2 separate regions of the Mus musculus genome follow, and region 2 is linked to region 1. The links are chromatin contacts, called in public HiChIP or PLAC-seq maps. All regions are on one chromosome and are shown on one strand. Each heading gives the region's core, a stretch centred on a gene start, on an enhancer-like site or on the middle of the called end of the contact. The rest is flanking DNA. Distances are from core to core; before and after follow the strand shown.

Region 1 (3,190 bases), core at 245-2,744:
GTTTCAATAATGGAGTAGGAAGAAAAGCCATATTTCCATGCTTTGTTCTTTTATTCACATAAATAACTACCATTTGGAGAATGCTTTATGGGCAAAAATATACAACACATAAAGCAATGTTTTAAAATTTGAACTAAATCCACCAGAACTGGAAAGATCACCAAAATTAAAAAAAAACGTTGTTAATCATTTTGATTTTTTTTCAAAATATATTTATGAAACAAAACAAGAATATCCTAAAAGAACATTTTAGTTGCTATAGGCATGCATTTTCAATTATAATACCCTTGATTCCTCCCATCCCCAGTAAGAAAACAGACTGCCTCACAACTGCTTTTCCTAGCAGTTTAATTTTGAAAAATCTCTCATCTGTCCCTGCTTGCAATAGATTGGCCTTATGGCTAGGTTTCTCTCATTTTTTTTCTTTCATATTTTTCAGTTAAAGTTACAAGGAGCAAAATCATCTATTTTCAGAGGATTTTGCATGTTTGCTCATCTAAATATTATTTTTAAATGCAGAGCAGCTTATTTCTCTTACATCAACATATTAAGTGTTAGCTACAGCAACTTGTAGCAACACACACAACCCACTGTAAAGCAGACTGGAGCTAAGGGGGGGGGGATTCCTTCAGAGGTCGTATTTTCACTCTGCCTAACTAAACTATAAATTGAGATTACGACAATAAATTATTTTTATGATCTGGGAAGGAAAAGGTATGGGTTGAGTTTTCAAAGATATTTGGGTTTAATTCATATGTTAAATAGGCCAAGGATAACCAAACGTTAGAAGAAATTCAACCTGGACCTATGCTAAATAGAACCTCAAATTAGGCACTCACCACCAAATTAATTAGTAATTGATAAATTCAGTAGAAATATATCATTTCTTCATACTGCAAAGCCAAATAGTATGATTGAAAACTTAAAATACAAAAAAAAAAAAAAATTTAAACAAACAATCCTGACAATCTTTTAATCAAAGCTATTGTTTACAGCGTGGCTTTAAGGTCCTCGTAGTAACATGTTTAACTCGTTAAAAACACTCATTCAGCTATAAAACTACTTTCTTAGGTCATTTGATTCCTCTATAGCAAGCTGAAACCTCCCCCAAATGCCTCCATTGACATTTTTCCAGCAGTTACAATGGCTCTTAGTCCAAATGTCATTTTCTCGTTTCATCTTCAGTTCTCAAAGAGCAATCTGTGAAGCCATAATTTTACACGAATCCCTTTTCAGGTTTAAATGCAGTACACTAACTTTTAATCAGATCCCCGAGGTGTGGCAAATAAAGAGGCCGCTTGTGGAAAAGTCTGTTTTCCTAAGAGTTTAATCGGATACTTCCACACCACAACATTCTGTAGACATGGTTTTCGCTTTGAAAACATAATCTTATCAGAGGGTAGTTGGTGTAAAATCCTGTCTGTTTTCTTACCTTTGAATGTGAGCTCTATTTATACGGTTCCATAAATGATGTCTACAGCTAAGGCATTTCCTTATTGTAGAGTCTTACTGAGCACAGTTAATATAAAAACACGTAACACTTAGCAGGATGTCAATGTAGTTCCCCGGACAGTCTAACCTTATGAAAGCGTCCCCTTCCCATTGGAGGAAAAGACATGACAGCTGCATCTGAACTTGTCTTTCTGGTATTTTCCTCTGGCTGATTTTTTTTTCCCACAATACACAAAGGAGATGGAGTCTTCATTTGTAACCTCCGGTGAAGGTAGGACAGCCCATGAAGGAAATAGACACCCACCTCTCTCTCTGGATGGAAAAGCTAAAGAAACTTGGTGTCCAAAATGCAAGCACTTAATTCTCCTGACTATATTTTAAAATGCAACTGTAGCTTTTCCATAAATCTGTGTGGTGAAATATTTCATAACATTGCATAAGCTCTTCCATGTTTTTTTTTCCTTCCATGCAAGAATGGTTTGCAGAAAGTCCCAATGTTTCACTTTTTCAGCAAGTTACTTATACTTGGAAGTGACTTTACAATTTGTGGGAAAACAATAGGTACTTAGACATAGCCTACTTACCTGTTGCTCTCTGAAAATTCCCAACCGTGAGAGTGTGATTTTACTTCTGTTTTTAGGACATACCACCAACGAGTAGGGCAGGAGAGGCGGTCATAAACAGACCCTCTGGATCTGCGATTGGGCTCAGAGTTTTCTTGACAAATGGAAACAAACTTTCGAGTCCAAAAGAACATTCTGAAACACACCTCAACTTTGGTTTTTTTGGGGGGTAACGGCCCCGTGGAGACTGTCTTTATGAAGGGTCTTAATGAGTGTTCTGCCTGTATTTTTCTACTAGGGATGTCAAATAAGGTTCAAAAGCGAATGTAAACTGTAATGCAGTGACGCGCACTAAAAATAGCCCTATAAATCTGCTCATTTTGTTTAGATAGTCTCCAGAGTTGTAAAAAGTACGACTGCTCAGTTTTAGTATTGTTTTGGAAGAACTAATTCTGCAGAGAACAGACCACTGGCTATTCTCGATTACTTTGCAGAAGGTTTATTAAGGCTGTCTGTAGCCTTAATTTTTCTTTAAAGGAAACTTTATCCTCTATTTTTTCCCTAACTCTAATGGAATCTTCAATGGAAAAAAAAAAAAGAAAGAAAAGAAAAAATAAAATCCATTTATTCATTAGAATTAAGATTTCTCAGAGTAATTTTATCTAAAATGGAAATTAAATTAATTAAAATTCCAAATGGCATTCTCACCTCCAGGAATCAGTCAAAAATATGTTGCTTCCTAAGGTCCCAGTAATAGTCACAGTATTTACACCTAACTTACCATGAGGTTTTAAAAATAACTCCAGGAGAACATTTTTAGGACATTTACAATCTGAATTAGACAACAACAACAACAATAACAAGAAAAAATGAACAAAAAATCAGGCATTTCTCTGTGAAAAATAGCTACTGTAAATTAGGATGTTTGATGAAGGATGTATTTTTAGAAAACCCTGTAATTTGAATTTGAGAGATGGGTCAGGCTGCAGAGGAGAAGCAGGAGCCCTACAAAGGCTTAGGAAGGGGTTTTGTCTTTTCTCTTGAGAAGAAGTGCAGGAGGCACAAGCCCTTCCTTCCCCCTGTCTCATGATAGGCACAGGATTCCAGAGATTGGTCGGGTGACTTTGCACTTAGGCCAAGATTGATTGCAATCCGGGGCTTTGTTTTGTAATGCC
Region 2 (3,500 bases), core at 351-2,850, 530 kb after region 1:
AGTTTAATTACTACTCTAAATTAAACTCTAACTGGCATCAGGAGACATCCCTTTCCATGACTAAGTTAAAAAAAAATCTGGAAATCCTAACTCTGGATTCTTCAGGTAAGTTTATATATATATATATAGATGAGAATGAAGTTAGTCAAAATTAACAGCAACTATAGAAAGCTTTTAAGCATTGCATTTATGGGCAACCATTACAAGTATTTGTTAGAAGACGTTAATTTTATTTCTGATGGCGACTACCTAAAATGTCCTAAGATATCAACAAAGCAAACCTAAGTGTTTGCTAATGATTGAAAGGTGGCTTTTATATTTATCTAATTGGGGGGGGAAAGGAAGTGTCATATGAATATTTTATATATAACAGATTCTTCTCTGGCCATGTTCAACTATCAATTGTAGTTAAAGAGAAAAAAATGTTGATAACAATCAGAAGGAAGAGAGATGCTAGTGTACTTATCATAAGTTAGTGACCAGTTTGGGGTGAACTCAACTCTAGGAAAAATAAAAGTTAAAAGCATCTAGCAAAAGATGATGCCAGATGGTGTCTGTCATATTGTATTTAGGGTTATTTTAAAGAGATTGCCGCCACTATGAAAACATTCCATTGACAGAGTTTTCCTAGACTGAATGAGAAATCCCAGCAGAGAATATTCAGGACCCTCAGTATGTGGGTTCCCTGCCTCTTCCTTTAAATATATAACTGGAATATTTAAAGCAGCAAAAATATTATTTCATAGCTGCAATATAATATAAACTCAAAAGTGTCATGCTATCTTACACATGTGCTTAACTATAAGGGCTTCCATTCATTACTAAAGGGACGTTTGCAGATTTCAACACTACGGTTGCTAAATAACTGTATAATAACTAAATAAACATCTAGCTGTGGGATTCTAGCCTCGTTGCCTGGATGATAGATGGTGACATCAATGGAGGGGCCTGGTGGCAGAGTCGAGGGGAGCCCTGCTGGCTTATACAGCCCTGGGTCGTGAGTGATTAGAGATATAGATGCTAACATGTTCATGTATTTGGGTTAATCTGGGTCTGGCAACAGGATGGTTAACGTGTGTGTGATGTGCACTGTGAGCTCAGCAGTTACTGGGCCAACTGTCTCGGTATTTCTGGGAATCCTGCCTATTCACAGTGCAGGGATTGTTCAATTGCTGCAAAACGTACAAAATGAATTTTACAAAAATGAATTGTAAGGAAGGCCCCATTACAACGATTTTACAGCAAAGATGTCAACATCAATTTTTCTTTCATGCATAGCTAATGATTAAAACAGCATATTCCATTTGCCTAAGACAATTTATTTCATATTGGCACATCAAAATATTGAAATACAAAGTTATCTTTACTCTACCCTTTTTATTCACTGCTGCTGAACCCAGACCATTGTTCAAACCAGAAAGAATAAAACAAACTTGGCACGAAATACTTAAAACAAAGGCTCATCAATATTCTCCAATTTGTCAACATCTCAATTACAGCACTGGAAAAAATGTAAATTTCATGTGCTCTAAACACTGAGGGGCCTATTCTCTTGCCAATTCACATGTGTAGCTCCCATCAGCGTTAATGGGAGTTACACAAACCCATCAATAATAATAATACTTTGTACATATCCTGTGCCTTTTATCTGAGGCTCTCAGAGTGCTCCAGGAGCAAGGAAGCTGCTTCTTAGCCTTCACTCTGGCAAGTACACAATGGAACACAAAGCATCTTTTGACTCAACAGCAGGTACAGAACTAGGGACCCCAAGCCTTATTATCAGGCCCCATTTTACTGCCGGGAAGTCAGGCACAAAGACGAGCAGTGACTGCCCCAAAGCTCTGAGTCTGCACCCTAATTCTATCCTTGAAAAACCAGATTTCCTTCCCCATGGAATGTGACTAACAAGACAAACGCCCTCCCTTTGGCTGCTTTTCGAAAACAGAAAACCTAGTGAATGAAAAGTTGGGCTCAGATTTATACAGTTGACTGGTGTATGGTTGGAAAGATAAAGCCAGACTCTACATTTCTCCAAGTTCATCTTTTTTTTTTTTTTTTACAATATTAAAGAATTGTGCTTTCTTTTCTCCATTCAGTTTATCATACAAACTCCTAAGAGAAAAGGTGACCTTTCACCCATGTAACTGGAGCTCTTTCAGTATCAGGTCATAAAACGAGATGTTTTTAGGTTCCAAAGTAAAGATTTGTGAGAATCATCATTGTAAAAATATTCACAAAAATTTTAAAGCAACATAAATGCATGTATTGTTTTATAGCATATGGCTATTAAAGTTTAATTTAAAATGTGTATGAAAACATTGTATTTAGTACAATTCATCCCTATTTCTTCTGTTTATCATAATTTGTTTTGAAATGGAATCATTTTACAGTTTTCCATATGCCTGTTGTGCTAATAAATTCTGAAGAAGTAACTAAAGTCTCCTGTGCACTGCAAACTTAGGTTTCAACGAAACATTATGATATATTTAATATGAAGAACATAAATTTCCCTCCCAGGTTTTCCATTCTACATCAGCTCTAAGATCTAACCTGTGATAAGCATATGTGATTTCAGTCAATATCTCTGTTGACTTTGCCCCGAAGCAGATAATTAATCTTTCCCCACTGAAAGCTACTCTGAGCATTTTGGTGGAACAAAGTATAAAAGTAACTTTAACATGTTTAAAAGATTATAGGAGCAAAACATAAGTAAGTAAGTCGGGCTTCTAAATTTTAGGGTCTACTGTCAAAAACAACACAACACAACACAACACCCTCATACATGCATTTTAACTACTGACCCAGTGAGTCAGATAGAAAAATTCTCCTTGCACCAACTTTCGCCATCTTATCAAAGCGATAACTTTTCCGCGCTTTCTCTCAAACTTTAACACAGTTGAGGAGGCTGTTGGAGAGACAGACTTCCCAGTCTTCACACACATAAACCACCGTGTCCATTCTTTAATCCCACAGAGATATGATTAAAGGAACAAAAAGCTTGGGGGATCAAATCCTTCAGCAAGGGATAAGTGGGTGCAGCTACCCACAGCATGGAGGGATCAGTGGGGGTTTTTTCCCTCCCCAGAGGATCACTCTTACATGTCTTTCTCTTTCTTGACTAAAAACCCTTAATAAAACAGAACTGACTAAATAAAATGATAAAACTCCATGCTTTGTTTGCTCTGGTGGCTGTTTCCTGCTGCCTAAGCCTACATCGGTTCCTCTTCTGCCTCCTCTCCTCTCTGACCCTTCCTGTTATCCCTTTCGCCATAACTCAACTAACCCAACAGAACCAGTCAGTTTTAAATTTCAGTTGGGACCTTCGTGACCTGTTAATGAATCTACAGAGAAGAGAAAAACTCACAGTGTTGAGTTATGCCTGGTGTTGCTAGCTGACTTGGAGTCAGAAATGCTTGAAGCGTTAACGTAATTGCAAGAATGTGAAAAATGAAGCTCGGGGCTCCTGAGCCAAGTGAAAGGTCAGAGGGAGCCTCACACCG

Evidence for each region. HiChIP or PLAC-seq counts read pairs in DNA pulled down with a chosen protein or histone mark.
Region 2: a contact with region 1 is called in an H3K4me3 HiChIP or PLAC-seq map of forebrain, with 4 times the contacts expected there. The contact joins the enhancer-like site here to the promoter of 3110099E03Rik in region 1. A contact is called at or near these places in 7 of 39 promoter capture datasets (the 3T3-L1 cell line, the HPC-7 cell line, frontonasal cranial neural crest and 4 more), 6 of 484 Hi-C or Micro-C datasets (cerebral cortex, cortical neurons, embryonic fibroblasts and 2 more), 8 of 115 datasets of contacts at active chromatin or transcription factors (astrocytes, craniofacial prominence, embryonic basal ganglia and 5 more) and 1 of 9 other capture datasets (liver).

What each region holds. Positions count from the first base shown.
Region 1 is chr2:115,510,707-115,513,896 of GRCm38.p6, forward strand. 3110099E03Rik (RIKEN cDNA 3110099E03 gene) reads right to left here and starts at 1,495. Exons shown (of 3, transcript NR_030712.1): 1 at 1,433-1,495.
Region 2 is chr2:116,044,176-116,047,675 of GRCm38.p6, forward strand. The region is part of intron 7 of Meis2 (Meis homeobox 2); the gene reads right to left. Among named protein-coding and RNA genes, the nearest start is that of Meis2, 19 kb to the right of the region's middle. Within about 2 kb of position 1,601, at least 20 of the 459 cell types and tissues checked have an H3K27ac peak or open chromatin away from gene starts, as enhancers often do. A contact at or near this core is called in astrocytes, cerebral cortex, forebrain and 1 more, where this site is marked.